Linked DNA regions of Triticum aestivum: region 2 is linked to region 1. The links are chromatin contacts, called in public Hi-C maps. All regions are on one chromosome and are shown on one strand. Each heading gives the region's core, a stretch centred on a gene start, on an enhancer-like site or on the middle of the called end of the contact. The rest is flanking DNA. Distances are from core to core; before and after follow the strand shown.

Evidence for each region. A called contact is a pair of places that touch in the nucleus more often than the background predicts.
Region 2: a Hi-C map of leaf shows a contact between it and region 1, with 2.7 times the contacts expected there. The contact joins the promoter of LOC123144703 here to the promoter of LOC123144702 in region 1. A contact is called at or near these places in 2 of 5 Hi-C or Micro-C datasets (both in leaf).

Annotation. Positions count from the first base shown.
Region 1 is chr6D:289,819,358-289,824,033 of IWGSC CS RefSeq v2.1, forward strand. It overlaps LOC123144702 (vacuolar protein sorting-associated protein 20 homolog 2), which reads right to left and starts at 1,911. Exons shown (of 6, transcript XM_044563914.1): 1 at 1,671-1,911; 2 at 725-877; 3 at 415-567. The coding sequence starts at 1,772.
Region 2 is chr6D:290,084,798-290,089,414 of IWGSC CS RefSeq v2.1, forward strand. LOC123144703 reads left to right here and starts at 1,981. Exons shown (of 2, transcript XM_044563915.1): 1 at 1,981-2,247. The coding sequence starts at 2,086. It overlaps LOC123144704 (a long non-coding RNA gene), which reads right to left and starts at 1,825. Exons shown (of 2, transcript XR_006471858.1): 1 at 425-1,825; 2 at 244-312.

The DNA.
Region 1 (4,676 bases), core at 661-3,160:
TTACATTATGGGACGGAGGGAGTACAATATAACAGATGACAAATTGATTTTTGTATTAGCTACTTGTATAAGTCACAATTTCAGAAGCATAATACTTTGTAGAACTGTTCATGTTTAAGTTGCAGACTACAGAGCTAATTATATATATTTAAATGGTGTAAGAACGAAGTCAGTACTGATTTTCAGGCAACTATCACATAGTCCACATGATGTACATTGTCTAATTAGTTCCACAGAAGTAGATGAAAAGAGCTTTTACAGAGATCCGAGGTGCCACTTTACGTATAATGCGTCAACTAAGGATGTTGTAAGAAAAACATATACAATGACTTCAAATAAGATGGAAGAACCTCACGTGGATAAAAGCATTATAAATGTAGTAACCAGTGGACTGGATAAGTTTATTGAACTTACATCCTGATAAGCCTTGGCCTCAGCTGTGTCATCCATTAACTTTTGGACATCGTCGATGTTAATCTCATTCTGTATAGACTTAAGGGCAGCATTTCCAGTCTTTAGGCTTTCCAATACAGCTTTTTGCTTGCTTGCTAGTTCAATATCTGCCAGCTTCAACAAGAGAACAGAAAACAGACTGTCAAGCTATAGATCAAAACTAAAGAGACTTAATGCTGGTCAGATTCAATTATGTAAAGCAGAATAACAGACCTTCAGTCATGAACATGCAATTCATTAGGAGCCAGAATCTATCCAATAAACTACTAACCTGCTGTTCGACATTCATTTGCCATGTATCAACTTGTTTCAGGAGCTCTTCCTGGGATTTCTTCTTCTTCAGTGCAATCAAAGCTCTGTCTCTCTTCTTTTGTTGAACCAACTGGCGTGCAGCTTCCTTTTCTGCTTCGATCACCTTCTCAAGCTGTAAGAAAGAAAAGTAAACCATACATAAACAGAATCAGTACCATCTTAATTGTAAGTAGAAACATCATTCCAGTGATTTAACGCAAGACACGATCATTAGTTCAGTTAGAATATTTGAACAGTTTATCATAACACGACAAGTTATACCCACCTAAAGGTATTGAAAGCTGATGGCGAAATAATTTATTCGCACAACATGCTAGTACAGAAATCAGATAGTTTGCTGGTTTGCACTAGCAAACGACTCCCATACCGCTAGCGCTGATAGACCGAGATAACGGCAGCGCACCAAAGCATGCACTAGAAGCCAGTCTGGTTTTTGCAGTATGCTCTGGAAAGTAATATCTCATTTGATAACATGAATGTGCAGTTGTCACTGACGTTCACCTTAATACATTATAATCCGATCCAAAACCTATACTCCTGTCCTGATGACACTGCCAGACATTCTAAATCTGGATCACTACTGTCAACCCAAAATGGCAAACAACAAACCACACCAGAACTGGGCCCTCCTGACAAAAACTAACAAGGTGGAAAAAGCTCGTACCCATTCAGTTATAGACACAACGTTATGCAAAAACCTAATCCCAACTGCGCCCACACTCACGTAATGAGCGGTATTGGCACCAAACCTGGTATTACCTAGCCCAGGGGGGCAAAATTGGAGATCGATAAACTACCAGAATCGAATCTCAATGATCACGATTACAAACTACAACGATTAGATGGTATAGTAGGACGGGGGTGGGAAACAGATGATCGGATCGGGCAGGGCGGGAGCAGGGGACCTGCTGCTGGAACTGCGCGAGCTTGCGGCGCTGCGTCTTGAGGGCGAGGATGGCCTTGTCGACCTCCGTGATCTTAGGCTTCTTCACGAACACGTTCCCCATCTTTCTCTCCCCGCGTATACCCCTCGCGATCAAGGTTTCGCCGGCGGCGGGAGAGGAAGGAAGAGGGAGAGGGGAAGGTGGACTGCGGGAGGAGACGCGGTCACGGCATCACAGTTCATGGGTAGGGTCCAGGAGAATTAGGATCGGGTTCATAACCCGTTACCACTTTTTTTTTCTGTAGGAAAGACCCATTACCATGTACCAACGGCTCGACCCGTTTTTCTAAAAAAATTAGTACTCCCTCCGTAAAGAAATATAAGAGCGTTTAGGCGAAAATACAAAGATGAACATGGTGCGCGCGCACCCACGTGAATAGTAAATTCATAAAAAAATACTAGATAAAATAAAAAAAATTGAAATTTCGCGGTATGAAACTTAGTCGATCATTCTACTCACGTGTGAAGTTTCATGATGTATTGACACCCATGTTATCTTTAGTGAAGAAAATACAAATGCGATCATACTGTTCATTAAACAGTGTTTTTTAATATAGCTTTGATTAGCTTCGATTTTGTCATTTTTGCCCAGATTACCACGGATGTGATTTCTTCGTGAAACTTCATATGCGAGTATACCGGTTGACTATGTATATTACAAAAATAAGTTCAGATTTTTTTGATTTTTTCAAGCATTTTTTTGAATTTACTATTCATAAAGGGTGCGCGCGCACCCATGTTCACCAAATCCGCGTCCGCGTTTAGGTCACTATAAAGTGTAGTAATCTAAAGGAAGTTGTCGGGGGTGTCGTGCGACATATGCCAAAGGATGGCTTATCATGGTGGGGAGAGTAAGACATCGCCGGTGCCTGGAAACGGGATAAGGCGTAGACATGTACGCCGACGCATCTTATCCAGGTTCGGGGCTCTCCTAAGAGATAACACCCCTAGTCCTGTTCTGCGGGATCTCTGCATGATCACTAAACCAACAATGATGGCTACAAGCTTGCTCCTTGAGCTGTTTCTCTAAAGGAGGAAGAAGAACAAGGCTAGCCCTAGCTTCACTCTCTCTATGTGTGTGTGTGGTTTCTAAGAGGCTGAACCCTTTGCATGGGTGCCTTGGGGGGTTTATATAGTCCTACCTCCTAGGGGTACAATGGTAATCCGGCCGGGTGTAGGACTCGACCGTCAGTGTTTATGGACGCCGGCTTCTCCGTCGGCCGCTGGGGCCCGCCACCTGGTGGGTCCCGTTGGCTGTCTCATACTTCACCGACAGGCCGTGCCCGCCGCTTGCGGGTCCTGTCGGCTGCTAAGTACTGTGGCCGCGCCACTGATGATGCAAGCTTTGTCGGGGAGAGCATGGCTACAGTGCCGCCGCCTGGTGGGCGTTCACTGTAGCCACTCCCCGTCTCTTCTGATTAATGGCGCATAGACTCCGAGGGAGGGGCAGGGCCGCCTGCTGGGAGTCAGCATCCCCTATGTCGATTGGTCAGGGCATGCCGTCTTCTGGCGTCTCACAGACAGATAGGGCCTGCCGCTTGTGAGCCATACCGACAGCTCGTAGTGGGAGCATGGCCTCCTCTGCCATGGGTGATGTCATGGGCTGTGTGGCAACAGTGCCGCGCCGGGTGAGGGATGTCCGCCCAGTATGCTGCACTGTGGCCATGCTCCGCCCTGGATTCGGAGGTGGCAGTCTGTACTGTAGCCACGCCCCGTCTGGGCTGGAGTTGCTTCTCTTTGATTCTCAACTTATCCATGGTATCGCGGTAAAGGATGTTGATGCTGCTACCGCCATGTATCAGAATTCGGGAGAAGCGAGCAGCTCGCCTCTCCGTTGCAAGGGTGGCATCCAACACCAACGCATAGGAACCCGGAGAAGGCATCACTTCCGGGTGGTCTGCACGGCTCTAGCTGATAAGCTTCTTAGACCAGTGCATGAACTCTGGGGCCGTTGAGGCAATGGCGTTCACTTTGCAGTGCTGTTGACGTCGGCTGTGTCTGTCGTTGGCCACACTGGTGAAGACGACGTAAGCACCATGTTCTTTAGGGAAGTCATCTTGGATCGCGCCGACTGCTGGGCGGGCTGTCAGCTGCTGGGGAGGCGGAGCCGGGAGGCCAGCAGGCAGAGGAGGCAATCCTTCACCCTTGGCAATGCGGACGAGCCAGTGGCATTTCTGGGTTGTATGGTTGGACGGCTTCGCGCCGCTGTGGAACTTGCAGGGAGCATCGAGGGTCTGCTCAAAGGAGAAAGCAGGCAACCAAGCTGGCTTGCCGCCCTTCTGACGCTTGGGGCCGGGTTGTCCTTCAGGTTGTTGGTCTTCAACTGTTGCCACCTGCCGGCTGGTGGAAGCTGGCTGCAGGGCCTTGCGCTTGTTGTCGTTCGGCTGTTGGCGCCGATTGTCGTCACCAGCCGGTGTCTGGGGAGCCGGAGGAAGTACCTTCCCGGAAGCGTCCACTCGGGGCTCCGACTTCATGGAGGAGTCGGCAGTGGCGTACTTGTCTGCTATGATCAGCAGCTCGTCGAGTGTAGTAGGCTCGTCGCAGAGGAGTCAGTGCTTGAGGAGGGTGCCCTCTCGGCACCCGGCGGTGAAGTACTCGATTGCTTGGACCTCATGCACCACTTCGCAAGAGTTGCGCAGTTCGGCCCACCGTGTCAAGTAGTCGCGGGTGGACTCATACGGGCCTTCAACGCACAGCAAGAGCTGGCGGGGCTTGGGCGGCTGCTTGTAGGTGCTGGTGAATTTGCGGATGAAGACTTCAGTGAAATCTACCCAGCTGTTAATGCTGCGGGGCTTCAGGCTGTTCAGCCATGTCCGGGCCGTGCCCTGTAGCATGAGCGGAACGTACTTCACGACAACGCACTTGTTGTCGTTTGCTATGTTGACGGCTGTGGAGTAGTCGACCAGCCAATCTTCTGGCTTCATGGAGCCGTTGTACTTGGGCGTGTCTTGTGGGAGCGAGAACCCTT
Region 2 (4,617 bases), core at 731-3,230, 270 kb after region 1:
AACGTGTATGCACAACGCACGTCTAAACAAACATAATGTGGCTAAAGTTCGGAGAAAACAACTCTTTACATTTTACACATATTCTGTGCACCAAGGCAAACTGATGCATGAACACACTCCATGTTAGTACTTAGATCTTGCGGGTCGCTTTTTTGTATTTTTTTACTACAATAGTTTGCATTTGTTTTTGTCCAAACAAATAGTCCCGTTCTAATATTCTCTTAACAAACAAAATGCAGCTCATGACATTAAAAGACATAAATCTTCACTTCCCAGGGAAAGAAGTATACAAAGGAGTGCGCTCCACATACCCTGTGCTCACCAAAATAGTCAGCAGGGAGGATAACATAGCGTCCTCACAGTTGTGCCATTTGTGGCTAAGTTGCAAGCTAATATTGACATCAAAGTTAATTAGTGGAGTTACCTCAAACTGCTAGTGACCAGTGGCCCATAATTGTGAGTAGAAGATATATACAAATAAATCTCATGTAGAACAGTTCCAATATTGATGTTGGCAGTGCCACGGACCGGGAACGGCGAACTTCCTTCGCTTCGCCAGCCGCTCAGCAATTTTGCAAGACATCGAGATTAAAAACTTGAATTAAATAGCTGCATAGTTCTCATACCAGGCAGCAATTTTCACCTTTGTCTCAATTTCTAGAACTACTAAATACATTTTTGAATGAAAAATATGGCATGACTCCCACATGTAGCAAATCAATCGAATAACATCAGCACTGTGCAAAGACATTCATTCCTTGTATAAATTAACCAATCAATCTGTACTAATAGTATTGAGGCAGTGGGTGCAGACTACCAGCAAAGGATCAATAAAAGTACATTAAAAGAAAACTTGTACTAATTTTCCTTGAATCTGGTTATCAACTGAACAAATATCATTTACTATAAGATGTAAATTTCTTTATAACTGAGAATCTAACCATAAATCTAAGAATGTGCTTCTTACAATAAACATAAGAAATTCCGAAATCGACCCATATCCTCCTATATCTATACATGAGAATGTGCTTCTTACAATAAACATATGAATTCTGAAATCAACCTCCTTGTAAGTATACAGGTCTAAACAAACACACTCTTACATCAGTCCCATCTCCTCCTAATCTATATATGAGAATGATTTTCATTATCCAGATCACATGTACTCCCTCTGTACCGAGTAAGTAAGGGGCTCACCGTAGAAGGTCTTGGCGTACGTAGAACTCGCCGCAGCAGGGACTCAGAGACTGAGTGCGCAGACCTCGCTGCAGCGGTCGTAGGCGTCGCCCTCCTGCTCCAGCTGCTTGTCCCGCCACCGGTGGCGCCTACCCGCCTCGGCCTCCCGCGCCGCTCCGCTGTTCCACTGCTCCGGCGCCGCTCCGCCGCCGCTCCACATCCACATCCACGCCCCCGTAGCCCATATCCAGCTTTGGCGCCCCTACACATCCACGCCTCCGTCGCAGAGAAGCTCGTCGCCGACGCAAAAAGAATCAATTTTTTAAACCTACGGGGTGTGTGAGTGAAGGCGGGGTGGTGGGGAGAAAGGGGCGGTGGAAGAGGCCGGCGACGGGAAGAGGAAGAGGCCGGCGACGAGGAGAGGGGGAAGGCGGCGACGAGGAGAGGGGGAAGGCGGCGACGAGGGAAGGGAGTGGCCGGTCACGGAGAGGAGAGGGAGAGGCGACGAGGGAAGGGGCGAGCGAGTGAGTGCTGCAGCGACGGAGAACGAGCGAGCGGTGCGAGCGAGGAGCGGATAAGGTGGAAGGGTAAATCTGGAAAGTAAGAAAATTTTATAGCGTTAGAAAATTTGCACTGCGATTGCCCAGCGACAAATAAAACGGTACAGAGGGAGTATTTGCCAAAGGAATTATAAAGAAAATGACTGATTAGTTACTACCAGCTAGCAAATGTGGCCCATTCCCGCAAAAAAAAAAAAGCACATGTGGCCCATGACGCCCATCTAAAGCTAGAGGCCCGAAATAAACCCTGCCCTAAACCTCCTCCGCCGCCGAAGGGTCGACCAAGAAGAAGAAACCCTCAAACAAATCAAAAAAGAAAAGAAGAAGCGAGCGAGGGGCAGAATCACCAATGGCGGGCGGTGGGCTGTCCGGCGGCGCGGCCGCGTTCTGGGCGACAAGAGCGCTGGAGGTGGTGAAGCGGAACGACTCCCCGGGGCTGTTGTGGAAGCGGATCAAGCTCACCACCACCCGCAAGAACAACGCCAAGAAACGCCTAAAGCGCCTCTGGCAGGTAACATCAGGCCCATCCAACCCCCTCCTTATCTATCCTCTCCTTTCCATCGGATGTTATCTTTTGTACCCGGCGCGAGTTTGTTTATTGCAACAATCTGGGGATGGTCTCTTTGCCTCCCCGATTCATTTGTGTTTCGTGTGATGTGGTCGGTCTTACTCACCTTAGTCACCTAAATCGTTTGTTGCAGCCTAAGGATTTCTTAGACAGAGTTGACGTTTCTTCTCTTTGAACTTGCAAACTTCATTGCTCATATGTGTAGAGGGGTGAAAGGTTAAGGTGAGTAATAAAGTTTTGCGGAGCTTCATATTATGCTCACAGAGGACCCCGTTAACTGCAAGTGTTGTTGTCACTTGCGAGTTCTTTTCTTCAATGATCTGTGTGAAGAATAAGCTATGAAACAGAATGGGGGAGCGCAAATATCACTTCAGCAAGAGGATGATTCTGGTTACAGACTATTAATTTTATGTTTGGGGATTCTAGACTTGTCTGTGGGTCAGGGCTTGGCACGGTGGAACATGTTGGGCAAAGCACACGCAAGTGTGGATTGCCCATTCCTTGTGTTTGCCACCAGGATTAATTTTATCCAAATAGGCAAAGCACTATCTCTACATGATTTTTATTTTACCTTGAAATTTAGAGCAATGAACTATACAAAATAGTAAGGAGAAACCTAGGTGCCTTTTGGAACGAAGGAATCCCAAAATATAGGAGTAGGAAAAACATAGGGATTGAGTTTTCTATCTTGTGGATTTGAAGAAACGGAAAACACAGGAATTTCGCAAAGTTGATGTGTGGATGCCATATACGAAATTTGTAGGAATCGTTTGCTGATTGTAGAGGGAGTGAAAGACTCATCTTGCCTTGCACTTCTCACACAAATTTTAACATGAGGTTGGAACTTATGTTTAGAATCCTCCAAAATATAGAGAAAGGAAAGTTTCCTATAGGAATTCATAGGCCCATTCCTACAATCCAAAGGGCTGCGGATAGTAAGTGAAATTACTAAAGTCCCAACAGTGTGAATACCACACAATTGGACCCCTCTTGGCCTAAGTATGGGCCAGAGAGCCCAAGTGGAGCGCCATCGACCAAGGTGGTACCATGCAGGACACGTAGGAAGTGATCAACGGGCTGCGCACCAACGTGGTCCTAACTTCTGCCCTAGCACGACGAACGCACTAACATGAAGATCGCCTTACCAGAGCTATATAAAGGCGCCAGGGACACCGCGGGAAGGACTAGCAATCTAGAGCCATCAAGCCCTAACTATTATGACACTTAACGCCCAAATTGGCACTTCGATCTTGTTGAGTTCTCCCAACTCAACAAGAACCCCCCTCCCCATTGCAATCAGTTCTGTACTTCCCACTATATAGAACAAGAAAGAGCAAGGCAGGAGTAGGGCTTTTATGCGCGACTAGGGGGCGCGAACCTGGGTATATTGTGCCCCCTCTCGACTTGTGTTCTAGATCCCTGGTGACTTGATGTTTCCCATGACTATAAATCCACATATGAGGTCCTATACTGTTGGTATGGCTTGAAAAAAAACCAGACAGCTGGCGTTGACAATGGGGCTGTCTTGACATCAGATTGGATCTGTCCATGTTCTTCATTAGTGCGATCGCTGTTCGTCTAGAGCTCTTTGGAAGGAAAAGCTCAGGGGCTTACCGTGGTAAGGCGTACTCGACGACCACATCTGATGGAGGTTGCCCGATATGATGAAGATGGTCGAGATGAGCTAGGCTATCCATCTTGGGTGTCCATCAACACCATCAATAGACGGGATGTCGGTGAGATGATGGGGTTGGACAAGTCCATGCACGATGTGATACGAAGAAGGATTTCCATTGCGTGGCGGAATCTCAGGACAAGGTAAAGCCTGAAGGGCCAATGGTAGGACTGGACCCCATGGCACGTCAGGTATATATGGATGCGATGGTCTACTGCTATACCCAATAGCAATGAGAGTGACGATGGACACAATGGAAGCTTGTCGACTGCCATCATGATTCCCGAGGACCAAAGTGAGGATTCACAGCCCATGCCAGCGCCAGTGCTCGATCAAAACCCAGCAGGATAAAATTGGTGAAGCTCTTTGAAAAGGTGCCCTTGCCGATGATATCTGTGGATCCTACTTCACGATTGAGGGATAGGACAAGCTCCATGCGCGAAATCCGGTGATCCAAAGTCGAGCACTATTACAGGATAAACAATGAGCAAGCAACTGAAATCAATGCGATTCGTTGCTGAACACCTCCAAGGTATGGTATGAGTTTCATCAGACCAAGAATCATGGCATGACCGAGTGTTGCTGTATAAAAGAGTCATGTGAGTGGATACAAGCCTTAGTAAGGGAGGACAAGCAAG